Linked DNA regions of Macaca mulatta: region 1 is linked to region 2. A link is a contact called in public Hi-C data. All regions are on one chromosome and are shown on one strand. The core of a region is the stretch at or near the end of the contact, and the rest is flanking DNA. Distances in the headings are between cores, read along the strand shown. Region 1 holds the start of P3H3 (prolyl 3-hydroxylase 3). Region 2 holds the start of PTMS (parathymosin).

Region 1 (2,778 bases), core at 124-2,623, 64 kb after region 2:
TTGGAGAGTGGGGTTCTGGGGTCAGGTGGGGGACCCCCACGGGGCCCTGGCTTCTTCCGGGAGGAGATCACCACCTTCATCGATGAGACACCTCTGCCTTCTCCGACTGCCTCACCAGGGCACTCTCCTCGTCGGCCCCGGCCACTGGGCCTCTCACCCCGCCGACTCTCCCTTGGGTCCCCTGAGAGCAGAGCCGTTGGACTTCCTTTGGGACTAAGTGCAGGGAGACGCTGCTCCCTGACGGGGGCCGAAGAAAGTGCAAGGGCTTGGGGAGGATCCTGGGGCCCAGGCAACCCTATCTTTCCCCAGCTGACCCTGTGAGCCCAAGCAGGCCTGCTGAACTCAGAGGAGGAAGCCTGAGTGAGTAACACCTCATTCTGGCCCTGAGAGTAGGGCAGCTGCCTCCAGACTCTGGGGAGATGGGCGCTAGATTTGGGGCTCAGAAGGCCCTGCTCTCTCCCATCCAAGTGACCAGATGCCCTACTCACCTTCCATCACCCCTAGCAATATGTATTAAAGTCTGAAATGTTGCCATGGAAACCTCAGCGTCCAGTGTACTGCGATGGAAAGGGGCTTGGAGGGTGGAGAGGCTCACAGAGGACACGACAGAGCAGGGGCAGCAGACAGAGGCACAGAAGGACACGTGGAGAAAAGATCACACGCTCCACCAGGCAGCCTCGCACAGGGAAGGCTGGGAGGAGCATATCCTGCTGGGGGCAGGGCTTGAGGACACACATGTCTTTGTTGGTTTGGGGTGTGAAGGATCTCTGTTCAGATTTGTTGAGGTGATTTTAGAGCGTGGCTCCAGTCCCAGTGCCCAACTCTCCTTCTAACCCCAAATCCATCCAGGGGCTCACTTTATGGGCAGAAAAGGGTTTGGGGCTGACGTAGTGTCCCGGGCCTGGACACCTCCTCCCTGCTGCATTTTAAAGCTCTTTCTCCAAAGGAGTGTAAGGGTGGATGAGTGTGTGTGGGGAGGGGGGAGGGGGAGGAGCGGGGGTCCACGTCCACAGTCCTTTTTCTGGACCCAGAAGCGTGTTTGTGGAGGGAACACTGCCCCAGCAGTTACCTCCAGACCTCAGGGGCTGAAGTCACCGCTGGTCCTCCATGGATGCCCAGGCCTGCTCCAGTTCCCGCCTTTTGCCCCCTTCCTCCCAGTTTCTCCCTCTCGTTCCACACTAGATCAGCTTTCTCCACTCGGCATTCTTCTTTCTCCATCTTTCACATGGGCCTCTCCCACCATCGGGTCTCAGCCCTATCTCTCTCTCTCGGCCTCCCTCATTCCTTCTCCCTCTCCCTCCGCCTCTCCACCTCTCCTTCCTTCCCCTCCCTCCCCCTTCCCCCCTTTCCTCTCCCTCCCTCTCGGCTCCCGCATTTCCCCTCGGCGGCCGGCGGCTCCGACATCATGCTCCGGCTCCTCCGGCCGCTGCTGTTACTGCTGCTGCTGCCTCCCCCGGGGTCCCCTGAGCCCCCCGGCCTGGCCCAGCTGTCCCCGGGAGCGCCCCCGCAGGCTCCCGACTTGCTCTACGCGGACGGGCTGCGCGCCTACGCGGCCGGGGCTTGGGCGCCGGCCGTGGCGCTGCTGCGGGAGGCGCTGCGGAGCCAGGCGGCGCTGGGCCGGGTGCGGCTGGATTGCGGGGCGAGCTGCGCGGCCGAGCCGGGCGCCGCGCTCCCCGCCGTGCTTCTCGGGGCCCCGGAGCCCGACTCCGGGCCGGGACCCACGCAGGGGTCCTGGGAGCGACAGCTCCTCCGTGCAGCGCTCCGCCGCGCAGACTGCCTGACCCAGTGCGCAGCACGGAGGCTGGGCCCCGGGGGCGCGGCGCGGCTTCGCGTGGGGAGCACGCTCCGGGACGCCTTCCGCCGTCGGGAGCCCTACAACTACCTGCAGAGGGCCTATTACCAGGTGGGGAGCGGGCCGGGCAGCTCCGAGGGTCCCAGCCCTCACCACGACGCTGTCCTACTTTACGATGCCCAGTAGTAGGCGGAATGCTGTTGCCCGGACCCCGGACGGGGCTGGGGGGCGTACCGCCGGCCTCTGCTTTGGAGCTGGCTAAGCGACCGCGAGGACCTGTTGAGATCGCGGAAGAGCAGCCGAGGGGGAGTGCGAGCAGAGTGGGAATGGGGCGGGGAGGTCGTGAGGCGGGTCGGGAGCAGATCGAAGATGGAGGGACAGGGCCGCCTCTTCCTAGGAATGAAGCGGAGGCGGTGGGGGCGAAACCGGCTGTCGGACGGGAAGTGTGCGTGGGTGTGTGTGTGTCGGGGGTGGTGGTGAGTGTGAACCTTCGCTTGGGGCAGGAGGTAGCTTCGGAAAGGAAGGACCAGACGGAGGCAAGGTTGGAGGCCTCCGAGGCCAGACCTCTGCGGGCAGGGAGGGGACAGCACGCCACAGCCGCCGGTACCGCAGCAGTTGCCTACGTGGCTGGGGAAGCGGGGCGCCGGTTGCACTCACCTCAGCTCAGGGTCCTAGAGACCTGCGGGTTTTGCTGGTCGCTGAGGTCTCCCCCGCTTCCCCACCTCACTTAAGCCCATCACTTCCACCTGGTCTCCCAAATTGAGGGCCTGAAGTCCTGAGGCCCAGGTCCCACCCAACTCCTACGTCTTTAGACCCCCTTTCCTTCGGTGTCAGCCTTCTGAGAGTCCCAATGTTCTGGCTTCTAGGGGGTCTGCAATTTGGGCGGTGGGCGGTTCTTATTGGCCAGTCTTCCATGAGGCTCTTGGGCACCCAGAGTGTGTGTCTGGGGTAGGGTGGGGAGGCCGACCAGGGAGCAGAGGTGTGAC
Region 2 (3,003 bases), core at 49-2,548:
AGTTCCATGGAGAAAAGCAAACACAGGCATTTAACACCGTTGGCCCCAGAGGCTTGAGGCTAACCCCTAGGACTGTCGGGTGGCTTTCAGATCCCACTCACTCCACATTCATCCCAAGTCTCACTTCCAGCTTCTTTCTCATGAAGCCAAGACTTCAGAAGACTGGCTTGTTGTCCAACCAGAGAGAGAAGGCTAAAGGATGCTTCATCCACGCAGGAAAGGAATTCGATCCAGGCCTCCAGCTTCCTAGACCTTTTCCCTGGGGTCCCTCGGACCCTAGTGTCCAAGCTCTTAGATTCTCAAGGCACTCCCTTGGGCTTTGGGGCAGGATTCCCATTCTCTGCCTCTCCATCTCTCTGGAATTTTCCACTGCAGCTGCCTCTGCTCCCAGACACCCCTCCCTGGGCAAAATTCCCGGCTCCCTCCGCCTCCCCTTCCCTAATCACACCTCATTCCCACCCCCAGCCCTGAGGCCCAGCCCACAGTCCGGCCCACAGCCCACGCTAACCCTGGTGGTCCCAGTTAGAGAAGTGGGAGGCCAGGCCCCTTATGGAAGGGTGAGAGGGAGTGTCCCAGCCTCTCTTTAGGGCGGGGAGAAGGGACACTGGAGGGGCTGGTCCCCTGTGGGGCTGGAGTTGGGGGAGTGGCCCATCTCACATCCCCATATAAGGCAGGGCAAGCAGTTAGGCTTCTGGATTGGCTGATTCAAATGAGCATTCCACCTGGCAACAGGGTTTCTATTGGCTATCAGGAAAAATAGGAGGAAGGTGGATGGAGGTTGTTGGTGGCGGTGATTGGAGGGGGGAGGGGAGTGGAGGTGACCGGAGTGGGGGGCGGTTACCAGGGCAACAGGGTAAGAGCCCAGCAGGGTGTCCGAGACAGCAGGCGGGGCTGGGAGGTGGAGTGGAGGGAAGAGGAAAGGAAGGCGGGAGGGAGAGGAAAGAGCCTGATGGGGAGGGAGCGAGACTGGGAGACTGGGTTGGTTGGGGGGGGAGTAGCAAAGGATCGAGGAGAGGGAGATAAATGAAGCAAGAGGAGTACAGAGATGGAGATGGTGAGAGACGGCTGAAGACATCAGCCAGTGAGTCAGAGAAACAGATTGAGAGAGGGACATGGAAAGATCTCAGAAAAGATAGAGTCCGGCAAGGAAAAATCCTGGGTGGGGCCCCAAGATTTTTGAGGAGACTGAGAATGAAATATTGATAGAAAAGTCAGAAAGAGAAACTGGGAGGCGTGTACATCAAGGGACCAAAAGATGGTGTATTTAAGCACTCCAACACAAAATAATGATAATGATCATCAAAATGGTTTTTTATTAATAAAATGAAAATAAGATGAGGAATAATGATAATGACAGACAAATATAGGAGTGCACGCACACCAAAGGACTTTTTCCAAACCCCAGCCTTCCACCCCGTCCACCTTCCTGACCTTTAATACACAACCCAGCCCCTGTTCCCTTCTGAAATCCCAAGCTTTTCAAAATGACTCAAAGATACCGAGATTGAGGGCGAGGAGCTGAGGATGTCTGGAATAGGGTGGGGCTGGAACTCCAGACCTGGACCTGTATTATATTTGCAAAGGAGGCAAATATAACCCAGAAAGGCTAGGGAAGATGGCAGCAGAGGAATGAGAAAAGCTAACGGACGGCAAATGTAAAAAATGAGGACAGAAAGAGGAGTTGAGGAAAGCCAGCCAAGAATAGAGGGCCAGGTGCCTGACTCAGATAAGACAAGAGCAGGGTTGTCTGGGAAAGGTAGGGAAAGAGACCAGAGGTGTAAGGGCAGAAGAGGGTCAGTAAGGAGTGGAGAAGAGGTGAGAGAAGAATGGGAGCGATTCGAGTTATAATTGGTTGTGAGGGAGGGGTCTGGGTACAGATGACTGAGGACAGATGAAGAGAAATAGAAGGACCAGGCGAATAAAAGTGAGGTGACAGGCGAATAAGAGAGGTAGAAGATGGAGGAGAGCTGGAAGCAAAGGAGACCAGGGGCCTGACTCCCTCCAGCTCACAGCACGGGGACAGGAAGACAGGCACCCGGCAAGGGTCACAAGTGTCAATCTGGCGGGAGGGAAGGCTGGGCCGCCCTTTCTGCCCTCCCATCCCTCAAGGCCATCCAGAGAATGTGGATGGAGGATGAGAGGGGGAAATCCGGCGTGGTGTGGAAGGAGCGCCCGAACCCTATTCCTCTTCTTTAAGCTTTTGGTTTCTCAAATACCTGCCCTATCTTCCCATCTGCTCCCCTCACCCCACCCTTTGACAAAATCCCAGGGCTTTTTTTGGGGTCAGTAGGATTCTGGCCACCTCTCCAGTCCGCCCCCAAAAGCCAGACTCCACATTCGCAGGCAGTAGGTTGGGATTTGGAAAGGTGCCTCCCCGCAGGAACCCCACCCCTTCCCACCTCCTCGCCCCACTCTTTCTCCGCGGCCGTCAGTCTCTCCATTTCCCCCTCCTGGTCTCGTCCTCCCTCCCGACTCTCTAGCTCTCCCTCCCCTCGCTTTCATCCTCCTATCCCCACCTCTCCAACCTCCTCTTTCATCCCCCTCCCCTCTCCTCTCCTCCCCGCTCCCGCCTGCCCCACCCCTGGGAAGCCCCTCCCGTCGGGCAGCGCCGCCTTATAAGCGGGTTCCCTTCCCGGGGGCGGCAGCGGCTGGTCGGCGGCAGCTCTGCTGGTGCGGGGGTGGCAAGCCCGGGACCGAGCGACCGCGGCCGAGCGCGCCGGCCACCGCCTGCACCGCCCTTCCGCCCGCCCTCCGGACGGCCGCAGCCCTGCGGGTCTCCGCTCCAGACCCACCCCCGCCCCACCCCGCGCGCCTCTGCCGCCTCTTCCAGAGACCCAGCTTGCCGAGCGGCCGCCGCTGCCGCTGTCGCCGCCGCCGCCGCCACCGCGCCAGGTTCCGGCCGCGGCCACCCTCCGCCGTCCAGGGCCCCTCCGTCTCGGCTCCGGGACCCCGGCTCCCCGCCAGCCCCGGCCCCGGCCCCGGCACCGGCACCATGTCGGAGAA

The links. Hi-C and Micro-C count contacts between places; a contact is called where the count stands out from the background.
Region 1: a Hi-C map of CD4 T cells shows a contact between it and region 2, with 2.3 times the contacts expected there. The contact joins the promoter of P3H3 here to the promoter of PTMS in region 2. A contact is called at or near these places in 6 of 14 Hi-C or Micro-C datasets (CD4 T cells, cortical neurons, fetal cortex germinal zone and 3 more).

Annotation. Positions count from the first base shown.
Region 1 is chr11:7,792,112-7,794,889 of T2T-MMU8v2.0, forward strand. It overlaps P3H3 (prolyl 3-hydroxylase 3), which reads left to right and starts at 1,374. Exons shown (of 15, transcript XR_013400792.1): 1 at 1,374-1,903. It overlaps GPR162 (G protein-coupled receptor 162), which reads left to right. Exons shown (of 5, transcript NM_001266769.1): 5 at 1-534. The coding sequence ends at 321.
Region 2 is chr11:7,727,977-7,730,979 of T2T-MMU8v2.0, forward strand. PTMS (parathymosin) reads left to right here and starts at 1,299. Exons shown (of 5, transcript XM_077953447.1): 1 at 1,299-1,815. The coding sequence starts at 1,663.